Regions from separate parts of the Mus musculus genome. Here all the other regions are linked to region 7. A link is a contact called in public ChIA-PET and promoter capture Hi-C data. All regions are on one chromosome and are shown on one strand. Each heading gives the region's core, a stretch centred on a gene start, on an enhancer-like site or on the middle of the called end of the contact. The rest is flanking DNA. Distances are from core to core; before and after follow the strand shown.

What was found. Promoter capture Hi-C pulls out the DNA fragments that hold promoters and counts their contacts. ChIA-PET counts read pairs in DNA pulled down with a chosen protein or histone mark. Capture Hi-C pulls out chosen DNA fragments and counts their contacts.
Region 1: a contact with region 7 is called in a promoter capture Hi-C map of adipose tissue. The contact joins the promoter of Ddx50 here to the promoter of Dna2 in region 7. A contact is called at or near these places in 2 of 39 promoter capture datasets (cranial neural crest and liver), 3 of 115 datasets of contacts at active chromatin or transcription factors (astrocytes, embryonic hindbrain and memory CD8 T cells) and 3 of 9 other capture datasets (adipose tissue, macrophages and pancreatic islet).
Region 2: a promoter capture Hi-C map of liver shows a contact between it and region 7. The contact joins the promoter of Dnajc12 here to the promoter of Dna2 in region 7. A contact is called at or near these places in 11 of 39 promoter capture datasets (the 3T3-L1 cell line, the C10 cell line, the HPC-7 cell line and 6 more), 1 of 484 Hi-C or Micro-C datasets (embryonic stem cells), 7 of 115 datasets of contacts at active chromatin or transcription factors (embryonic stem cells, large pre-B cells, pro-B cells and 3 more) and 3 of 9 other capture datasets (adipose tissue, liver and pancreatic islet).
Region 3: an RNA polymerase II ChIA-PET map of memory CD8 T cells shows a contact between it and region 7, with 15 read pairs. The contact joins the promoter of Kifbp here to the promoter of Dna2 in region 7. A contact is called at or near these places in 10 of 39 promoter capture datasets (the 3T3-L1 cell line, cranial neural crest, embryonic stem cells and 6 more), 4 of 115 datasets of contacts at active chromatin or transcription factors (the NIH/3T3 cell line, astrocytes, memory CD8 T cells and 1 more) and 2 of 9 other capture datasets (adipose tissue and pancreatic islet).
Region 4: an RNA polymerase II ChIA-PET map of memory CD8 T cells shows a contact between it and region 7, with 30 read pairs. The contact joins the promoter of Srgn here to the promoter of Dna2 in region 7. A contact is called at or near these places in 1 of 39 promoter capture datasets (cranial neural crest), 3 of 115 datasets of contacts at active chromatin or transcription factors (astrocytes, effector CD8 T cells and memory CD8 T cells) and 1 of 9 other capture datasets (macrophages).
Region 5: a promoter capture Hi-C map of liver shows a contact between it and region 7, with 2.7 times the contacts expected there. The contact joins the promoter of Ddx21 here to the promoter of Dna2 in region 7. A contact is called at or near these places in 5 of 39 promoter capture datasets (the 3T3-L1 cell line, cranial neural crest, liver and 2 more), 1 of 484 Hi-C or Micro-C datasets (erythroblasts), 3 of 115 datasets of contacts at active chromatin or transcription factors (astrocytes, embryonic limb bud and microglia) and 1 of 9 other capture datasets (adipose tissue).
Region 6: a promoter capture Hi-C map of liver shows a contact between it and region 7, with 2.9 times the contacts expected there. The contact joins the promoter of Sirt1 here to the promoter of Dna2 in region 7. A contact is called at or near these places in 10 of 39 promoter capture datasets (the C10 cell line, cranial neural crest, frontonasal cranial neural crest and 6 more), 1 of 484 Hi-C or Micro-C datasets (embryonic stem cells), 3 of 115 datasets of contacts at active chromatin or transcription factors (effector CD8 T cells, large pre-B cells and memory CD8 T cells) and 2 of 9 other capture datasets (adipose tissue and liver).

Annotation. Positions count from the first base shown.
Region 1 is chr10:62,649,572-62,652,691 of GRCm38.p6, reverse strand. It overlaps Ddx50 (DExD box helicase 50), which reads left to right and starts at 1,474. Exons shown (of 15, transcript NM_053183.3): 1 at 1,474-1,667. The coding sequence starts at 1,581.
Region 2 is chr10:63,385,230-63,388,213 of GRCm38.p6, reverse strand. It overlaps Dnajc12 (DnaJ heat shock protein family (Hsp40) member C12), which reads right to left and starts at 1,651. Exons shown (of 5, transcript NM_013888.3): 1 at 1,439-1,651. The coding sequence starts at 1,516.
Region 3 is chr10:62,576,812-62,579,916 of GRCm38.p6, reverse strand. Kifbp (kinesin family binding protein) reads left to right here and starts at 1,460. Exons shown (of 7, transcript NM_028197.2): 1 at 1,460-1,953. The coding sequence starts at 1,540.
Region 4 is chr10:62,506,172-62,509,237 of GRCm38.p6, reverse strand. Srgn (serglycin) reads left to right here and starts at 1,481. Exons shown (of 3, transcript NM_011157.3): 1 at 1,481-1,596. The coding sequence starts at 1,524. It overlaps Gm51804 (a long non-coding RNA gene), which reads right to left and starts at 1,434. Exons shown (of 3, transcript XR_003949006.1): 1 at 1,284-1,434; 2 at 951-1,164.
Region 5 is chr10:62,600,977-62,604,150 of GRCm38.p6, reverse strand. It overlaps Ddx21 (DExD box helicase 21), which reads left to right and starts at 1,853. Exons shown (of 15, transcript NM_019553.2): 1 at 1,853-2,023. The coding sequence starts at 1,937.
Region 6 is chr10:63,337,687-63,340,672 of GRCm38.p6, reverse strand. Sirt1 (sirtuin 1) reads left to right here and starts at 1,638. Exons shown (of 9, transcript NM_019812.3): 1 at 1,638-2,108. The coding sequence starts at 1,703. RefSeq lists a promoter at 1,074-1,702.
Region 7 is chr10:62,945,290-62,948,373 of GRCm38.p6, reverse strand. It overlaps Dna2 (DNA replication helicase/nuclease 2), which reads right to left and starts at 1,345. Exons shown (of 21, transcript NM_177372.3): 1 at 1,205-1,345. The coding sequence starts at 1,281. Slc25a16 (solute carrier family 25 (mitochondrial carrier, Graves disease autoantigen), member 16) reads right to left here. Exons shown (of 9, transcript NM_175194.2): 9 at 1,880-3,084.

The sequences.
Region 1 (3,120 bases), core at 225-2,724, 300 kb after region 7:
TGTAGAACTGGGTGTAGCTAAGAGGAAAAAGAATTTAGAAAAGCTATTGAGATTTAGATTTGTAAAGATTTAGATGTAGAGACCCATAACTATTCATCCAACTTGTGGGAAAAGCCTTTTTCACCATCATTCCTTGAACACACCTGGTGTTATAAAACTGAATCCATAAGACTACATTCAGACAAAGTCATTGATGTTAAGCCAGTCCTTATTTTCATAGAATTCTGGAAGCTATCACAAATTTAAAATATTGTGGTCCCGGTTATTTAAGTCTAATCATAGAACTCAGGACGTGTAGCTGTAATTTTTTTAAGGCCTGTGTTTGAGGCTCAGATTACAAGACTGCTACACTAGACATTATGTAGTTTGCAAGAATGCCCTGTACCTACATCTAGGTTTGGTGTCATCTTCCCTCAGGAATGTAATAGCTGATTGACTGAATAAAGAGAACATGATAAACAAGGTTTGAGGACTGGGATTGTTGTTCAATTGGTAGTAGGCTTGCCTGGTCTGTGAGGTACAGGGGATCGAGCCCAATCTTTGTGAATATACATAAAGACCAAGAAGTCAATTCGCTGACACTGATATCTTTCATATAAATTTGTACCTCAGAGGCAGTTAATCCTGAACCTTAAGATTAAATGTACGTATTACAAGCAGGTCATCTGTCAGACACATTGGACTTGCTTTTCTTATCCTTTAGATTTTTCCCTATTCTGTTTCATAGGAGCGAGCATTCGCCTTGCAACTCTGGGAAATTACAGCTGTGAGAGCGCTGTGCCCATCGCGGATTCCGATCACTTTTCAAGTCTTACAAGCGCTACTGAGTTTGGACAAATAAATTCGCTTCTCGGGTGGGTTTGGTTTCTTCTGGGATACGTGAGAACTAAAAGTGAAGCCATAACTTAACGCCTGCATAAGGAGCTAATATCCTTGAGGCGGCCCCTCGGCTTCAGACCCCTGCAGATTCTGCTGACCCCGGGAAGCCTCGACGTCAATGCCCAGGTACCGTTACAGGCTAACGCTCCACCCACTGCGGGGGGCGGGGCGGGGCGGGGGCGGGGCGGAGGGCTGCAGTTTCCGGCGGCGAATGGCTGTACGGCGCGTGGCGCTCCCGCCGGCCTCAGCTCGTGCTTGCCCACGAGCCGCTGCGTCGCGCGTCAGCCCCTCGCTCCCCGCCGCCTGCGAGGGGGCTGCGCGAGCGTTGCAGGGCATGCTGGGAAGGGAGGCGTTCCGAGCGGGGGGAGGGGAACACTTGGAATTCTGCGTGCCGCGCCAGGGGAGGCGAGCGTCCTTCCTGGAGATTGGCCCGTGCTCTGGAGAAGCCTGTCACTTCAGACCGTGGGCGGGCCCATCGGGGCCACTCAGGTTTTCATTGGCCGAGGGAGGCTGCGACTCTCTGGGAGAGTTTCCTCCTGTAGAGTTCCGGCTTGCTTTGCTCCCGCCGCGAGGTGCGTGGCCCGGAAGTGACGCACGGTCCTGGCCGGCGGGGCCGCCCAGCCCCCGCTTCCTTTCACGCTCTCGGTGGCCGTAGGTGGTCGCGGCCACCGCAGCCGGGCGGGAGGTTGCGACGGCCAGTAATGCCCGGGAAACTCCTCTGGGGAGACATAATGGAGCTCGAGGCACCCTTGGAAGAGTCCGAGAGCCAGAGGAAGGAGCGGCAAAAGGTGTGCTGCGGCTGGGCCGCGCCTCCCTCGGGCTGCGCTGGCCTGGGCGGGGAGGGGAGCTGTCTAGGAAGGGGAAAGACCTGTCAGGACCGGGGGCGAGTTTCCGAGGGACAGCTTCCCCTTCGCCGAGCTCAGCCCTCCGAGGTCCCAGGGACCATTCCCCATCGCCGCACTCCCGGACCTGGAGGAGAACGGCCCGGCTTCCGTGGTACTTCAGCCCCACGTCGGCCTCTGCGCCCGGATCTCTCCCGAGAGATGGGCAGACTTGAGCTCCCATCGCCGTGGAATCTGCTCGTGTTCCCTTTCTTAGGCGGCGAGTCCCTTCATTTGGTTTTCCGGGGCCTTCGAAGAGTTGAGACAGAGATGATGATGGCTTTGCCTATGTGTTGCCTCCCGGTCGCGGTGTCGTGTCTGCAGCAGTCTCGGGAAAAGCTATCCTAGGGGGTTACAATCCTCCATGATTGGGTAATAGAGGCTTAAGGAACAGTGTCAAAGCCAGGCTTGCCAGGGGTTGGCTGTGATGGAGTTCGTGGGGGTTGTATTACGAATAGCCCTTACTGTCAGTATTTTCAATCCACTGTGGTTTTTATTGAGGCTAATCGTGCCAGACTCTTAGCTGAGGACCGAGGAGATAAAACTAATTAAGTATGCAGAATAGTCCCTGCCCACCAGGAGCCTGTAGAGGTTCTATCCCCACCTCCGTCCAAGACATTAAGAAAGAAAGAAAGAAAGAAAGAAAGAAAGAAAGAAAGAAAGAACCCGAAAAATAGAGGATCTTATGGTGTTAAGAAAAAATGCAGAGGTAAAATTTTTACTGGAGACATTTGACCTGGAGAAAGAAAGCTGAATGAGGATGAAAATGACTGTGGGAAAGATGACACTTGATAAAATATTTACTCTGTAGAGTGCTAGAGATGAGGAAACACCCCCTAGGACCTACCACGAAGGTAAATTTTAAATTCTAGCCACCCTTTTATGTCACCTTCCCAGTGGGCATTGAAGTGAGGCCACCACTATGCCCGACAAATGCCCAGCGTTGAGCTCTATTCCCAACTCTCGTTTTTCTGTTTTTGTAGAACGTACTAAATTTGGAATTTACATTTGAGAGTTCCATTTTTCAGTGCTGGGGTTTAAATTCGACCATGGCTCAAGGTTTATTTTTTTTATACCATTTTAAGCGTGTGACTTGATGTCATTATAATAGAATTGTGCTGTCACGACCACCGTGATCTCTAGAACCTTTTCATCTTCCCAAGCCAAAGCTCTTTGCCCCTTTGAATTTTACTACTGTAGGCTTCTAGGGTAGACTATAAATGTAACCTCAAGCCGTTATTTTAGTTTTATATTTAATTTAGTTTGTCTTGAATAACCTTGCATACCTAAATCCTGCTTCTGACATGGTCTAGGTAATGTTTCTTTCTAACCATACTTGTATAGTATGAGATAAAAACAT
Region 2 (2,984 bases), core at 402-2,901, 440 kb before region 7:
GAATTTAGCTCCACAGTGTGTGGCTTATCTAGAGAAACAGACTACCATAGCCTCAATGAAGCCAAAGCAAGGCTTAATTCAGAGTAAGAACTAAGGAACTGTCATGCAAAAGGGACTGCAGTAAGCATAGTTTTGGGGGGTTGGTTTTGTTTGTTTTATTTGGGGGATCGGCCCTTAGAATTACAGTACACAGGTCATCCATCTTGGTGTCTTAAGTGACTCTTGAACCAAAGATCTGGTCCAACCCAACATACAAAGGTTCAACGAATAAAACATAATTTTTAAATAAAAATGTATGTGTAGTAGGATATTTCTTTAAACTAATTATAACTATCGATGTTTAAAAAAAAATTGGCTTTGTGGCTAAGCATGGTGGCACATGCCTTTAATCCCATCACCTATGAGGCAGAGGCAAGTTATGTCTGTGAACCATGGCCAACTTGATCTACATGCTGAGATGGTGAGTTCCAAGCCAACTCTGTCTCAAAAACAAAAACAAAACAAAACAAACAAAAAAGTAATGCAGGCTATATGACAGAGTAAGTATCCCTACTCAGCCAAATAGAACCCAAATGCACATACATATATACATACAGGCATGCATGCATGCACATAAAACAAAAATAATAAGTCTTTAAAAGAATAACACATTTGGCTGGGCGTGGTGGCTCACGCCTTTAATCCCAGCACTCGGGAGGCAGAGGCAGGCGGATTCCTGAGTTCGAGGCCAGCCTGGTCTATAAAGTGAGTTCCAGAACAGCCAGGGCTATACAGACAAACCCTGTCTCGAAAAAAAAAAGAATAACACATTTGTCTCAAGTATATGATGTCTAAGGGAAGCATTACTTTCTTTAAAAGAAAAATCTCCCACCAGATATGACATCTAACTTGATTTGATTTGAAATTATAATGGTATTTAATACCATTTGAGGTTATAATGGTACTATAAAATCCATGAGACTTTCTCTGAACGAGGAGACTACAGACAGGGGGCCCCGCCTCCTGAGCTCTAAATCGCAGCCTTTACTTAGGCAGTGGCTCTCAACCTTCCTAATGCTGCGACTCTTTAGTACAGTTCCTCACGTTGCGGTAACCCCCAACCATAAAATTATTTCGTTGCTACTTCATAACTGTAATTTTGCTGCGTTTATGAATTGTAATTAAAAATATTTGATGTGCAGGATATCTGATATGCGACCCCAAGTCCGTAGCAACCCACAGGTTGAGAACCGCTGCTCTAAATAAATAAAAACTGTATGTGGTCCCTCTCCCAGCTAATACTTTGAAGTTCGGAGTCCTTTCCTCAAATTAACCAGCAAGCATTTTAATCCTTCACTTTCTCCGAGCCGAAACTCCTTCCAAATGGTACGAGGTTGGAGTTCCAGGAGACGTGGCTGATCTCAAAGGCGACCTGGTGAGAACCTGCAACCCTGCTTACCGAGGAGAGCTCATCGCATCCCAGCAAGGCGTAGTAGTCCTCGCTGCCCTCCGGCCTGTAGTTCAGTATCGCGTCCATTTACAGCGGATGAGTCAGTCCTCTCCGACGCCACCGACACTGTGAGCTCCGGGGCGACAGCAAAGCTCTTTACATTTCAGCAGGACTTTCCAAACCAGCGAGCACCCAGACGTCAAGCCAGCCCTTTGCAAACACAGCTTCTCATTGGCTGTTTGCCCAGGATCGAGCCTGCCATGCGGGGCTGCTGGGATCTGTAGTTTGGGGTTTGTTGTTGCTGTTGGGTTTTTTGTTGCTGTTGTGTTTTGTTGTTGTTGTTGTTGTTGTTGTTGTTGTTGTTGCTGCTGCTGCTGCTGCTGCTGCTGCTGCTGCTGCTGCTGCTGCTGCTGCTGCTGCTGGTGATGCTATTGTTTGTCGTTGATGTTGTTTTGGTTTGGTTTGGTTTGCTCTTTACTTTTTGCTTTCATTGAAAAAATTTGTTTCATACAATATATATTCTGATTATGGTTCCCCGGTCCCAACTCCTCCCAGATCCTCCCCTCTCCTTCACTCACCCAACATCTCGCCTTTTTTTTTCCCCCTTCTCTCGTTAGAAAACAAATTTTAAAAACTAAAATAAAAGAATTTAGAGAAAAATAATGGAAGAAACACATGCAAACAAAATCTATAAAATTAAAAACACGGGCTGGAGACATGGCTCAGCGGTTAAGAGCACTGACTACTCTTCCAAAGGTCCTGAGTTCAATTCCCAGCAACCACATGGTGGCTCACAACCATCTGTAATGGGATCTGATGCCCTCCCTCTTCTGATGTGTCTGAAGACAGCTACAGTGTACTCACATATATAAAATGAATGAATTAATCTTTAAAAAAAATTAAAAACACAAACTGGGAAACCATAACATACCAGCAGAAGGCCAGTAATTTTTTTTTATGCAATATAAAACAAAAAGGCTTTAAAAAATACCATTGTCAGCAACCACATGGTGGCTCATAACCATCCATAATGAGATCTGATGCCCTCTTCTGGTGTGTCTGAATACAGCTACAGTGTACTTACATATAATAAATAAATAAATCTTTTTTAAAAAATACCATTGAGTTTGTTCTGTGTTACCCGTTTCCTGCTGGGCACGGAGCCCACCCTTAAGTGTGCCTAATATACCCAGTGAGACCCCGCTACAGAGAACTACTTTTTCCTTGATGATATCAACTGAAGATGGCTTGTTGGTTAGGGATGGGAGGCCATCTCTACTTCCCCTCTCAGTGCTGGGACCTCATCTGGCTTGAACACGGACAGGCCTGTGTGTGCTCTCACAGTCTCTGTGAGGTCCTATGTGCCTCGGTGGAGTTTGAGTATTGACATGGTGATTTTTTTTTTTCCTATTAGCTAATCGGAAGTCAGTTTTGACAATTTAGTGTAAAACTGTTACTAATTTATTGTACCTCTGTTACTTGGATAGTTTTTTTTTTAACCTATTTTTTTAAGAGACAGAAGAAAATGTGAAGCAAGTTTTTAAGATTTGGTCAA
Region 3 (3,105 bases), core at 211-2,710, 370 kb after region 7:
TCATCCATTCAAGTTTTGTGAATTGCTCTCTTCCCCTAACATCCTATGTTTACCTTTCAATATGTATGTACATACATTTTAAGACTTAAAATAATTTTACATTTAATAAATGTTTTCAAGACAGATCTCACTGTGTATCTCTGGCTGTCTTGGAACTATGTAGACTTGTAGCACAACCAATTCTGAGCTTATCCCTGACCAGCTTACAAATAAGTGAGACTCACACTATGGTTATTTTATTTGGCTTTGACAATTACTGGGGGATAATCTCTAATCTATTTTTCCAACTGCTGACCTGGCTTCTTTCCCAGCAGTGTTCCCCCAAGTAATTGCTGTTTCTCCTGCCGTGTGCTCATGGTCCATCTCTCCTGGCTCTTGTTCTACTCTCTCCAATGCTCAACAAGGAAACCCACCTACCTCTGATCCCTGCAGTTATTAGCTGTAGCCTTTGTTGTTTGTTTTTGTTATTTCGAGACAGGATTTCTGTGTAGCCCTGGCTGTCCTGAACTTTGTAGACCAGGCTAGCCTTGTACTCAGAAATCCGCCTGCTTCTGCCTCCCCAGTGCTGGGATTAAAAGCGTGTGCCACCACGCCCGGCAGCTGTAGCCATTTTTTTTTTTTTTTTTTTTTTTTGGTTTTTCGAGACAGGGTTTCTCTGTATAGCCCTGGCTGTCCTGGAGCTCACTTTGTAGACCAGGCTGGCCTCGAACTCAGAAATCCGCCTGCCTCTGCCTCCCGAGTGCTGGGATTAAAGGCGTGCGCCACCACGCCCGGCTAGCTGTAGCCATTTTTATTTAACCAAATTAAGTTTTAAATTAAGGAATAAAGTTTGTACAACAAAAGCTGGTAAGCATGAGAATTTAATCATAGGCTACAGAATTTAGCATTACAATACATATCAACACTGGCCCCTGTGTCAGCCTGCAGATAATTGGCACCATGCCTAGCTCAGAGCCTTTATAGAATTTTCAGGGACTGGGCGGTGGTGGTGTGAGGTGGCTCTAGTAAGTAAAGGCTGCGGAGGCTGAGCCTGAGGATCTGAATTTGATCCCTGAGACCTGGGTACCTGGGTTGTAGTTTCCTACAACTATAATTTTTAACTGTGATAGCGTAATACATTAGTGGTGAAAGATTCTTGCCTATGAACTTGAGCAGTTATCGAAAGATGTTAGTGTTAAATTTCATTTAAGCTAGGGATTGACTTTACGATAGGCTAGTACCTTACCCCTAAGAATCATTCTGATTCTGAACATTTTTGTATAAACTACATTTTGGGATGAAGCAGGAGAAGCCATACTGCTCAAGGGTAGCAGCGGAAGGCTCTGTATTCCCTGACAGCTTCGTTTCCTTGACGACGGCTGTTGTGGCGACCAGAACATCCTCCCATTGGCTGCTGCCGAGCGTCTAGCGCTCCCCTCTACCGACTTCATTGGTCGGCGCTCCACAGTCACGACACGTCGTAAATGAAGTGTCGCAACGCGGAGGCCTCCAGTGGCTGCTGGTCCACGGACGGGGAGGCGGCCGTCAGCTCAGGCCGCGATGGCGAACGCTCCGGGGCCAGAGATCCGCGAGAAGTTCCAGGCAGCGCTGGCCCTGTCGCGGGTGGAGCTGCACAAGAACCCGGAGAAGGAGCCGTACAAGTCCAAGTACGGCGCGCGCGCGCTGTTGGAGGAGGTGCGCGCGCTGCTGGGCCCGGCGCCCGAGGACGAGGACGAGCCGGCTGCTGACGATGGGCCGGGCGACCAGGCCTTGGGCGCGGGTGAGCCCCGGGAGGCTGAGGGCCCCGGAGCGCAGCGGGCGCTGCGCCTCGCGGTGGTCGAGTTCCACCTTGGTGTGAACCACATCGACACGGAGGAACTGTCTGCCGGCGAGGAGCATCTGGTCAGGTGCCTGTCGTTGCTGCGCCCCTACCGCCTGTCGCTCGGCTGTGTGTCTCTCTACATCCAGGCGCAGGTGAGATGCTGAGGCGGGAGTTCTGCATCCAAAACGCTCCTCCTGGCTGCGCACGTCTCTCAGTTGGTTCAGTCCCCAGCATTGCACAACACCCGGCCTGAAATTCCAGTACTAGGGAGGCTGCGGCAGGAGGATTGCTTTGGGTTCTTGGCTAGCCTGGGTTTCATAGCGAAGTTTAGTCCCTTTTAATTTGTCATAACACCTACCCTCCATCTGCCTACCAACTCCCTCTGAGTTCTCGCCGCCTACTCCAGCCTCACTTGCTACTTTCCGTAATCCTGGGCAGAAAACCTAAGCGTCCGAATCAGCGCCTCCCAACCCAATGACAAGCTTAGTTTCATTCTGTGAAGAAATAATCCAACGGGATTCGAATGGAATGAACAGGACAAGGGATCGCAAGAATGATCCAATCTTAAATGTTGTTGTTGTTAATGGCCAAAATCTTAAAACTTTATTCTTTACCACATTCATCTTGTTTGCTCAGCAAGGAATTCGTACCTTTTCCTTAAACTGTCTCGACAACCTTTTAATAACTTTTTATTTTTTGTTTGTGTTTAGACATCCATTTGTGTCTGCAATGCTTAACTTCGACTGTCTTCACCTCCTGAGTGCTAGGACCCCCTCCCCCTTTTCCTTTCAGAGTCTTGTAGCCCAGGCTGCCTTTAACCCATGATCCCCCCACCTCAGCCTCCCTGCTGAGGTTATCGGAACTCTTGTTTGGACTAACTCTATCTGGTCCAAACTGATCTCACCTTCCATCCTTTACATTTTTATAAGCAGCAAGTGCGACTTTCTGCTCTGGAGAACATAACATTTCAAAATTCAAATAGTGGGTAGAGTTTTCCAGGCCCTTGGGTGTAGCTCAGTGGTACAGCATTTACCTAGTGCTCCAGGTTTCATCTCCACACTATGGGGGAAAAAAGACAGATAATGTCGGACTCTGTTGTGCCAGGTTACTTTCTTAGGGTTATAGATGGTTTCATCCTCCAGTCCAGATATGTGTACCAGGGAATATTTACTAAGCTTGATTGTTGGGTAGGTAGGCCTTTCAGGAAAGTCTCAAAACTTAGAAGAAAATGGTATGCCATATTCTTTTATGATGGCTCAATAAAATTAAAAGCCAAATACTAACAGGCACTGCCTGTCCCTTTT
Region 4 (3,066 bases), core at 232-2,731, 440 kb after region 7:
CTACTATGGGCTGGATCTTCCCACACCAAATAACCAAGACAATCCCCCTTAGGCCTGTCCATAGCCATCCTGATCCGGGCTATCTCCGTCCCTGAGACTCCCTTCCCACGTGATTGTAGGTTGTGTGAAGGTGACTAAATTATCCATCTCTACTTCTAATTGCCTTGAAGGTGTCGTGAGAAACTTCCTGAAGCTGTTAACATGATCTTTCGTTTTGTTATCAGGGCTTTAATTGAAGCTTATCATGAAAAGGGACCAAAGGCAGAGGAGAGAAATCCCAACAGATACTAAAACTCCACACGGTGTGCGCTGGGTCTCTGTGCGCCTCGGTTGCTACAGTTGAGGGTTTCCAGGCTCTGAGGGGGCTTCTGAGGAGAAGTTTCTAAGGAGGGCTTCATTTTCTCTATCAGGGCTCCTGAGCTATGAGATTCTAAAGTCTGTCCTTATCAGGAAACCTTAAGGAATCAGCAGGAAGCCCAGAACAAGGGGAAGGAAACTCCTCCCACCCATCAAAGGATGGCCAAGGGGCAGGCATCTGAGCAGCCGAGGAACGGACACCCTGAAGTGGAGAATGGTTGAGCCCTCAGAGCAAAGGCAGAGAAAGCTGTCTCGCTACAGATACAGCGTAAAACCACCCTTACTGTGAGGCTAGCACAGAGTGGCCATTCCCGCACCCGCACCCCCAAAGCCCCGCAATCTTCGAGGCCAGGGAACGGCTAGTCCTTTATGAACGGCAGCATCTGTGTCTCTGTTTTCACATTCCACGGCCCTCTGAGGGGGGGACCTGCCCTCCTTGTTCCTGATTTTTGCCTTACTCAAGACCAGAAAGAAAAATTTTTTTTCGAAGTAAACAAACAAACAAACAAAAAAAAACAGGAAAAAAAGATGCAAACATGCATGGTCTCAATCCCTGGGGAGCAGCTGATTTTATATATATATATATTCCTCACCTGTTTGTGAGCTAGAGGGAAAGCCAGGAATTCTAGCAGACTCTGGACGTTAACGGAGACCGCTCATCCTGGGGGCTGAGAACCCAGCTCGGCTCGGAATGTTCCCTGCTTGTGCCTGACTCTGTGCGCGCCCAGCTTCTCTTTGATGTGCGCTGTGGATGAGCCGAGCTCAGTTCTGGAACAGCTGAGTCCTCCTGTCTGTTTAGATTGTTACCTGAAGGAAGGGAGGGGGAAGAAAGTGCTGATTCGACTTTTTGATGGGGAAAACTTTTTTTTTAAACATGCAAATGACAGATGGCAGAGCTTTTTGGAAAAAGAAAAAATAATAACCACACAGCAAACGCCTAGGGGGAGTCCGGTGGAGTTTCATCATGGGTATGAACAGTTGTTGTTTTTTTCAACTTTCTTCTTCTTTCTGGGTGTTGATGTGGATCTCTTTCTATTTGTTCAGGAAACTGTGACGTGTGTTCTTGGGCAGGGTCTGAGGTTTTGGAACCTCTTTCTAAAAGGGACAGAAAGAGCACCCTGCTACATTTGCTAATCCAGAGGCTGAGTGGAGCCGAGCTGGTCAGGATGCAGGTTCCCGTCGGCAGCAGGCTTGTCCTGGCTCTCGCCTTCGTCCTGGTTTGGGGATCTTCAGTGCAAGGTAAGAGACCCAGGATCTTTAATTCTCTGCTCTGAAGGCATCAGCATATGCACAAGTAATTGTCTTCATCTGAAGGTGCAGGGTGTCCTATTGTGGGAGGGGAGGTAAGGAAGGATTTCAGGTGCCTCAACAACCTCGTGTGAGTTTACTTGAGTTTGGTCTAAAAAATAATAATAATTAATTAAACTCTAAGGTAAGTGGTGGCCTTAAAACCTGTCAGGATGACTGAAAAGTGTTCTTATTTTTTTGGGTAAAGATGTGTGGTTTATTCATTTAAAGCATTCAAGAAATAAATGGAAAATTACCCAACTGATCTACTGAGATGGTGGCATCATGGAATTTTCTAGAATAGCATCCTATCACTGAGTTGTCTGCATGAACTCCATTTTGATATAAGGTCTCATGTAGCGTAAGATGGTCTTCAACTTGCTATACAGCTGAAGAGGACCTGGAACTTCTACTTCCCGAGTGCTGGGATAACAGGTGTATGTCTCCATGCTGGGTTCCAAAGAACGGAATCTGATGGCGCTGTTATTTTAACAATGAAAGAGGCTTTTGTGTGTGTGTGATTTTCTGAGACAGGGTTTCTCTGTGTAGCCCTGGCTGTCCTGGAACTCACTCTGTAGACCAGGCTGGCCTCGAACTCCGAAATCCACCTGCCTCTGTTTCCCAAGTGCTGGGATTAAAGGTGTGCGCCACCACTGCCCGGCTTTTTTTTTTTTTTTTTTTTTAATTGGGGTAAATGTAGCTATTTTTACTTTCTTCTTAAGCTCGGCTCTTACCAAACATTCAATTTTGGCTAGGCAAAATGCTAACTCTAAAACAATATTTTAGAAACAGCCTGAGGAGTGTTAGCATTTGTGCTCTCGTCCAGAAAACAGGTTTTCGTTTGAAAACCTGTCTGTAAATTTGACTGTCTTTTACAGCTGTTCAGTCATGCTGACTCAACCTCAAACTTTTTCTAAGAAGATGGAATGTTTGTAGAACAAACAAACAAACAACAACTACAAAGAAGCACACTTTATTCGCCTTAATATTTAGGGAACTATGTCTAAATGAGGCAGAAGGTCATGGCCTGATAAATAAGTTGCCGAGTTTATGGTTGAAAAACATAAAGGAAATGTTGAGTCACAGCGACATACGTGTCCTGGAGTTTCTTCGAAGTGACTCCTAGCTGTAGCGTTCTTACTTCCGGTCGAAATGACATCTCACAGGTTACTTCAGAAATTCCTTGCATAGTGGAAGTTTAGAAACTTATTTTCATGGGGCTATGCTAACGTCGTCATCGGAAAACAGGAAGTGACCTTGCTAAGGCTCACTTCTATTTATGTAGCTTTGTGATATTGGCGCCTACACCCAGGGCCTCATGCATGTCCGGGGCTCTGCTACACAGCTAGAGCCACACTTTTCCCTTTGACTCAGAATTCAAGTTCATGCGGATCTTTCAGGGAAAAACCTTTGGCTTCATGA
Region 5 (3,174 bases), core at 604-3,103, 340 kb after region 7:
GAAAAAAAAATCTTAGCTGGGCAGGGGTGACACACAACTTTATTTTCTTTTTTCCGTGAGTATTTTGCATTTCAGCCTTCTGAGGCTCACCTCAGACCCCAAGTCCAAACGCAGTGCAGTGCTCAAGATTTGAATCCAGAGTTTCTTTCACTACACTCCGTTGTCTCCTCAAAATTAGCATACATTACAATGGATCCATTTAGAAATATCTTAGGGCCTGTGAGATGGTTCAGTCCATATGGTGTTTGCTACCTCTTGATGCAAGCTTGAAGAATTGAGTTCGATACCCAGAACTCACATAAAGAAGAGAATCGGTTTCACTTTCATTTTTCAAACTACTGTGATAAACTGTCTCCCAAGTCCCCGAATCACTGGTTCTTCAGAAGAAGTTCTAAAACGTATTACCAGTGTGGTCGTGCAAATATTTAATCCCAGCATAGGCAGATCTCTGAGTTCAAGGGCAGTCACGGGTGTACAGTGAAAGCCTGACTCAAAACGAGCATTGTCACTGATCATTCAATTGGCCTCTTTCCCTTATCCAATGGTAGTAGTAAACTCTCCAACTTAGGCATCTTTGGGAATCCATTCCTAGTCTCAAGGCCCTGTCAAGGGGCTGAGTGTGCCCTCAAACCCAGTGATAACTGTCCATCTCTTACATTAGTCTATAACAGTGGTTCTCAGTCTTCCTAATGCTGTAGCCCTTTAATGCCTCTTACGTTGTGGTGATCCCCAACCATAAAATGAATTAATTTTAGTTGTTGAGGATTTAGCTCAGCTGTAGAGCGTTTGCCTAGCAAGCGCAAGGCTCTGGGTTCAGTCCTCAGCTCTGAAAAAAAAAATTGCTACTTCAAAACTGTAATTTTGCTATTGAATCTTAATGTAAATATTTGATATATGACCACTGGTAAAAGGGTCGTTGAACCCCAACGGAGTGTCGACCCCCTTGAGAAACTTTGGTCTGTAGTGCTTGAGGACAAGCAGGGCTTGGATGTTATTAGAATCCTGTCTGTCCACTCTGGAAGCAGAGGCAGGCGGATTTCTGAGTTCGAGGCCAGCCTGATCTACAAAGTGAGTTCCAGGATAGCCAGGGCTACACAGAGAAACCCTGTCTCGAAAAACAAAACACAAAAAAACGAACCCTGTCCGTCATACAAGAATACCCGGAAGTTTATAAAGTGCACACATGAATAAAGGGCCAGACTTGTGAATTGTGGGTATTTTTTGTTGTTACTTGGGGTCGGGGAGAGAGCTGTTGAGACAATCTCATCATGTGTCGGGCTAGCCTTGAACTATGTGCACCACGCTGGACTCGATAGAGATCCATCTACCTCTGGCTCCTGGGTGCTGAGATTAGCGGCGTGCACCCCATATGCCCTGCCTATTCTGGTTCTTTTAAATTGTTCATATTGTGCAGCACGCATATGCGTGTCCTGGGTGCCACTGAGCGCGTGCACGATAAAACTGCACAGCTGGTTCTGTTTTCCAGGGATCACAAATTCAGGTCACCAGAACTGTGGTATCTCGCCGGTCCCTGAATTCCGGTGCTCACCAAAGCACCTGGGTTTATCTGTCACCACCCAGCCGTTTTCCACAGGTAGCGTACACATCGCAGCTTTTCATGGGAAAATGTTGCCAGCTGGTAATCCCAGACTCGGCAAGCGGAGGCAGCAGGGTAAGATTCAAGGCCGTTCTCCAAGTCTAGCCGTGGCGATCCCGCTGTCGTTAGACCGCGCAGAGCACCTCCACGCCGCACACACGGGTCTCACCCAAAGCCGCGCGAACCGCAGCCTTGCCGGTACACGCTACTTCCGCCGGATGCACTCCGCTGCGGAAGTGACGAATAGGCCCGGCTGAGGGGCGGTCCGCTTTCTCTGTCGCCCTCTCTCCTAGCACGCGGTTGAGGAAGCCGGTAGGCCTGAGAAGCTGCTGCTGAATAATGCCGGGAAAACTCCGCAGTGGGGCCAAGTTGGGCTCAGACGGGGCCGAGGAGAGCATGGAGACGCTGCCGAAGCCAAGCGAGAAGGTGAGCCTGGGGGGAGGGGGGTGTCCCCGAACTGGGCCGGGCCGGGAGCTCGTGGCCGGCCCTCTGACACGCCGTGTCGGCTGGTCAGGCTTGGGAGTGCGGAAGGGATTGCCGATCGCGTCACAGTGCGGACCAGAGCCGAAGACGGCAAAGTCTGAAACTTGCGCACATGGTCGGCATCTGCTGTGACACACAGACACAGTTCCCTCTTTAAAAAAGAAAAGAAAAGAAAAAAAAAAGAAAACCCAAAACAGAAAACGTGGTTGGCTAAGTGATCACCCTATTATATAGAAGGATCTGTGTGAGCACTGTTAAATCGCCTTGTCTCTTCTTAATTCCTTGCATAAAAATATTAAACTTGTGACAGTATCTATCAAAGTAGGAGGGTTCGGAAATTATCCCGGAACTCCTATGTTGTACGACTTAATTGAGTTTTTTTTTTGCTGTCTCTGTTGACTTTGAAGGTAGGAGCCTTTTAAAGGAGCAGCAGTAGTATTTGAATTAGGTGGAAATCACTGGGCGCACAGCGTTCACATCCGCGTGTTCAGCTGCCTGATGCTGAAGTCAGGAGGGAGGGACCTAGCTACGCGTTTATATTCCGAACTCGACTTACTGTTTTTCATATATGTAGTAGATAACATGTTCATGGGGCGGAGAGATTGTCCACGATACAGTATTTTTAAGATGGTTTTTGTGGTACCAGGACCAAACCTTGGGCAGCTCACGTGTTGGCAGGTGCTGTCCCACTGTAGCTCTAGCCCTTAGCCCAGCGGTTCTCAGCCTGACAGATAATCTGCAGATGTTTATATTATGATTCATAACGGTAGCAAAAATTAAAGTAACAACGGGATAATTTTCTGGTTGGGGGTCACTACAATATGAACTATTTGAAAAGTTGAGAATCGCTACCTTAGGCCATGATTTGAGAATTTAGTCCATTATGATTTAGTCTTTACTGCCTGGAACACTACTAGAGTCTATCTAGTAGGTGGCTAATAATCGGTACAAATTTTCCATATGAAAAGTTGCACATTTAAATAAAGTCCAAATAAAGTTTCACAGACGCAAATGATATATGAATTTTTTTGGTAGTTTTGTTTCATATAGTGTCTACGAGAATCCACATTGAAGTACACATTTCTTGAGTGTTT
Region 6 (2,986 bases), core at 389-2,888, 390 kb before region 7:
AACTCTAAAATCTGGGGAAACCCCACTGTAATTGAACCATGTGCAATTGAGCCCTAATGATCCAAATGGATACAGGTGCTCAGAATTTCATGGTAACTAGAAAGTGAAGGGGCTTAGAGTTGTGAAGGAACTAAGGATTATTTAAAAAATTATTTAAATATGTATTTTTATGCTGGGCTTGCTGGTGTACATCTTTAATCCCAGCAGTTCAAGAAGCAGAGGCAGGTGGCCTCTGAGTTCAAGGACAGCCTGATCTACAGAGTTCCTGGACAGCCAGGGCTACACAGAGAAACCCTAACTCATAAAACAACAACAAAGAGGATTTTTATGTGTTTGGGTCTTTTGGCTCCATACATGTCTGTGTTTACCAAAAGCAGGTGTCAGATCTGAAGGTATGAGCTGTCATGTGGATGATGGGAGTCAAACCTAGGGCCTCTGCAGGAGCAACAAGTGCTGTTAACTACAGAGCCATTTCTACAATTCTAGAAGTAAGATTATTTTTTCGAGACAGGGTTTCTTTGTGTAGCCTTGGCTGTCCTAGTGAACCTCCTCCTGTCTCCTCCAGCTTGCTGGGATTAAAGGCCTGTGCCACCATCAACTGCCTAGGATTTTAAAACTAATGTCATTTACTTTAAACCTGACTAGCTGATTTCTCATGGTCTATCGTTTTAAATTTCGTTTTTGAGACGAGGTCTTATGTATTCCAGGCCTTTTTTGAACTTCCTAAGTAGTTGGAGATTACCTTCAACTTACCCTCCTTCCTCCCTCTCTCTAGGGCTTCGGGGTTGTCTGGCAAGCGTGACTTTACAACTGAGCTACAGTCTCTTTCGGTCCTGGCCCTGTCATTTTAGAGATGATTAAAAACTGGGCTTAGAAAAGGTTCAGTCAATCGCCCAAGTCACAAGAGCCCAGGCCCAATCTGACTCTTAACACAGAAGTTTGTGGAGAACCAACCACTCTCCCTTCTGTCCTCTCTCTTGCTGCCCCAAGAGATGAATTTTACCAAAGACTAAAGCGAGGTACAGAGGACCTGGTGGGTCCAGAGAGCAGATAGGGCGGGTCCTCAATCGCCAGATCTTTCCAGGAGGGCAACAGGCCCCGAGGGCTGGCTTGGGCATTCCATTGCACTTGAGAAGGGAGATTGGGAGAGAGCGCAAACTTCCTGAGGAGAGACCACAGGGGTAACCTGAGGAAGAGCTGTCACAGAGCAAGGGCAAGGCAGGTGGAGGAGTTCTCCTCAGGAAGGCCGGCGTCGGCCAGGTTGGGCTCTCCAGAGCCCCTGAGGTAAAAGCCGACTTGAGGCGAAGAGGCGCAGGCAGGCAAGGTGCACGCGTGAGGCCCAGGTGGGAAGTGGCGGCGCCATCGCAAACTTGAACCACCGCGGCGATCCCGGACGAGCAAGCGAGCGAGCGAGCGAGCGAGCGAACGGGTCGGGCGGGCGGGAGGCGCCAGAGGCCGCTGAGGGGAGCCGAGCCGCCCTGGGTGGGGCCGGGAAGGGCCCAGGCCGCGGGCGGCGCCCGGCCACGTGACCCGGCGTGTTGTGGTCCGGCCCGCGTGGGTGGCGGGAGAGGCGCGGGGGCGGGGAGGGGCGGGTCACGTGACGGGGTTTAAATCTCCCGCAGCCGAGCCGCGGGGGCGCCAGTGCCGCGCGTCGAGCGGAGCAGAGGAGGCGAGGGCGGAGGGCCAGAGAGGCAGTTGGAAGATGGCGGACGAGGTGGCGCTCGCCCTTCAGGCCGCCGGCTCCCCTTCCGCGGCGGCCGCCATGGAGGCCGCGTCGCAGCCGGCGGACGAGCCGCTCCGCAAGAGGCCCCGCCGAGACGGGCCTGGCCTCGGGCGCAGCCCGGGCGAGCCGAGCGCAGCAGTGGCGCCGGCGGCCGCGGGGTGTGAGGCGGCGAGCGCCGCGGCCCCGGCGGCGCTGTGGCGGGAGGCGGCAGGGGCGGCGGCGAGCGCGGAGCGGGAGGCCCCGGCGACGGCCGTGGCCGGGGACGGAGACAATGGGTCCGGCCTGCGGCGGGAGCCGAGGGCGGCTGACGACTTCGACGACGACGAGGGCGAGGAGGAGGACGAGGCGGCGGCGGCAGCGGCGGCGGCAGCGATCGGCTACCGAGGTGAGTCCGCGCGCGCTGCCGCGCAGCCGCGTCCCTCCGCGTCCCCGCCTGTGACCCGGTCCCAGGTTGCCCAGGGCCCCGAGAGCTCCGCGGGCTCCGCGGCGGCGGCGGCGGCAGCGGCGCAGCTCGGCCCTGGCTCGGCCGCGCGCCGCCGAGCTCGCCGGCCCTGCTGCGGAGCCGCGCGCGGACTCGCCGCTCGCCTGGGCCGCCTTGCGCTGCTGCGCGCAGTCGCCGGGACCGCGGTTCTCGCAGTTTGGCGTTAGAGTGAAGTTTTCCCTCCCTCGGTTTGGTTTCCCTCCCGATGCGCCTTTAGTGAAGTTATAGTTTTCCTCACTGCACACTTTGCTTTGCGACTTTGGGGCTGTCCCGTGGATCGACATGCGATTTCGTTTTGCAAACTGACACCTGTGTTGCTTTTTTTTTTTTTTTTCTTTTTTGGATAGACCTATGTCTTTTTTTGAAGTTAGAAATTTTAATACACCAAAGCTATTTCTTGAGACACAGTCTAAAAAATGTAAGGAAATGGCTATTCCTAAAAATGTTGCTTTTCTGCGATTGCATTTATCACTTCGATATAGAGGAGTTATAGTTGTACTGTACTTTCGTAAGTTTTCTTTTCCTTTCAAAATCATGCTCGCAACATTTTTAGATTAACAAACCTGAAACAAACCTGCTTGGTTTTGCCCTATTGACGCCAAACGTTTGGGTTACTTTTTTGTTTTGTTTTTGTAATAATGCCACTTATCGTCTTCCTGAAAAGCTTTGTACAGAATTTATCAGAGTCTGTCAGTGCCCTTGTAGATGTTTGTGGCTCGTATAATGGTGCCATGAATTAAAAAACAACAAAACGTGTTAGGGACTGAAATAGGAAATGACCC
Region 7 (3,084 bases), core at 96-2,595:
GGGCCCACTCCTACCTCCTAACCACACAAGGTTAGCCTGGTCTACAAAATGAGACCCTGTATAAAACAACAGCAACAAAACAAACACTTGGGAAGTGGAAAAAAAGAGGATCAGAGATCAGAAGGTCAAAGCCGTCCTGGGCTGGCTACACATCTCAGCTCGAGGCTAGCCTGGGCTACCTCAAAAACTGGAAAATACCAAAAAGGGCTTCTACCACAGTCGAAAGCAATTAGGAAGTACAACTAAAGAGAGCTAGTCCTGTCCATTTTCCAGATAACTGATATACTGGGCATGCCAAAGTTCAGTGGCATAGCACCTGCTGTGCTGGGCATGACAATGTTCAGTGGCACAGCACCTGCTTGCTGTACCTGGTCCGCCCAACTACTGCTTGAAGGAAAAAAGAGGGACGCGGGAAGCAGCATGAAAGGTTCACTGCAATTGCTGCCAGGAGCTGCCAATCATACTAATCTTTATGGCATTAGAGGGCTTGGACCTACTGTATACCGGGTGTAACACCTCCAGGAGCTCTTAAAAGATATATTGAAGGGATGGCACGAGCGCCAGGAGATGCCTCTAAACTCAGGCACTTGCATATGTACACTTAAGTAAATTTAAAAATAAATAAAAGCCGGGCGTGGTGGCGCACGCCTTTGATCCCAGCACTCCGGAGGCAGAGGCCGGCGGATTTCTGAGTTCGAGGCCAGCCTGGTCTACAAAGTGAGTTCAAGGACAGCCAGGGCTACACAGAGAAACCCTGTCTCAAAAAACCAAAAAAGAGAAAGAAAGAGAGAGAGAGAGAGAGAGAGAGAGAGAGAGAGAGAGAGAGAGAGAGAGAAAGAAAGAAAGAAAGAAAGAAAGAAAGAAAGAAAGAAAGAAAGAAAGAACGAACGAACACTGGGTCGTCTGACTAAAGGCGATTCCTGGCAAGCCTTCAGCCCGGAGTTTGACCCCGACGTCCCACGTGAAAGAAAATAACTAGCACGGGTGCTCCTCCGACCGCCACAAGCGGGTCTTCCGCACATGCAAATAAGACAAAATCAAATCCAAAGTATCAATGACAGGGGTGGGCTGACGTGTGAAAAAGCAGCGGGCTACACCAGCAAGCTCAGGTCCCAATTAAGACTGGCCGACGATCACCCTCCAGCTAACACCCGGGAAAACCGCGCAGGTCCCGCTCGCGCCCGCCGCCCTCCCGCAGGCTCACAGCTCCACCCGCGGCACGGCCTCCGCTCCGCCGTCCTCTTCCAGCAGCAGCAGGTCCAGCTCGTCCAGCGGCTCCATTCCTGCCGAAGCCCGCCGGGAGAGCGGGCAGCCGTAACTCGCGGCGCTAGAGAAGCGCCAGCTCGCTGCGCATGCGCAGCAGGCGCCCCGCGCGCCAGCGGCTCCCGCGCTCTCCGCGCCGGGAAGCACAGCGCCGGACCGGAGGCGCTTTTCCGCCGTCTCCACTCCAGGACCGGATGCCTGCATGAACCTGCTGGGCTGCCGCGCAACTGCACGCGTCTCATAGCAATCCCCCGTCTCGGGCTTTTCAGAGCAGGAGAGCGGGAGATGCAGCTGAATTTCCACTACGAACCTGTCTTGTTGCAGGGATCTGATGCCTCCCACCCTCTGGCCTGGAAAGGCATCCTCATGCACATAGTGCATAGTACTCACAAACACACACACAAACAAAATAAATTTTTTAAAAAGTAAATCTAAGCCGGGCGTGGTGGCGCGCGCCTTTAATCCAAACACTTCAGAGGCAGAGGCAGGCGGATTTCTGAGTTCGAGGCCAGCCTTGGTCTACAGAGTGAGTTCCAGGACAGCCAGGGCTACACAGAGAAACCCTGTCTCAAAAAAACAAACAAACAAACAAAAAAAACCAAGCCATCAAAACAAGGATAAAAAATTACTTTTAATATCATATGGATTCTATAACAGACATAGAAGGCAATTTCTTATTTTAGAAAATATCTTCAGTTCTCTTTATTGATAATATAATTGCGATATTTATTTTATAGATTTAAATTACCTTAAGATTGAATGGAATAATTAGCTACAATGTAGTCCAGAAATTAAAATATACAAAAGAGTTTTATAAACAGACTTATCCCCACTCCTGGTACATTTACAAATCACATGATACATTTTTATTTTTAAAGTAAAGATTATAAAAATGAAACTAATTCATCCAATTTTTTCCAAGATGTGACAAGAAATATTTATATACATGAAAAAATGCAGAAATAACATTTGCAGCTTAATTTTAATGTTTTAAAAATCACATCAGTTCTACAAATAACTACCTCTAGAGAAGGCTTGATGCTTCTACTCCATGGGTCATGCTTACAACAAAAAGTGTTCTAAACACAATGATCAGAATTCTTATATTCTAAACAACCTTTTTAAAATGTAACAATCAAAATGTGGTTTATATTTACGCTTCGGACTATGACACACTAAAATTACATTACATGGAAGAACTTATATCTTGACATAATACCTCAGAAACATTGCTTCATCTAAATTGATGGTCCATTTACATTTCCTAGTACATACCAAGTTATTTTAGACAAGCATCTACAATGCTACTCTCCTTTTAAGGGCAAAGATATTTAATCTTTATCATAACTGCCTCTGGGAAACGCAGTGGCATGATAATCAAAGTTCATGGTAATAGCATTTGAACAAGACCTGGGACTTTCTTCATTTGTTGACAATCTCCTTTCAAATACAACAGTAATTTTATTGAGAAGGAAGGACAACTGGGGATATACCTCAGTGTACAGCTGACTTTCTGATGGGATCTCATCATGCCTGCCATGTACAACGTCCTGGACTCAATCCCCAAAGAGAGTTAGAAAGAAAGAGCGCAAGGAAGGAAGTGCTTCTCAAACCACTAGACGGAAAGGTGTCTTTTTACCCACTGGAGAGAATTCTGAGAAGAAACATAATAAGAACACTACTTTGTTGCTGGCTCTGTTTCACAGACCTTACATTTTCAGTTCTCATTCTGCTACAATAAAAGGAAGTCAGCTGATTTAAATAACATTACACAATGTTAGAAGGCTGGAGATGTAGTTCAGAGGTAGAGCGCTTATCTAG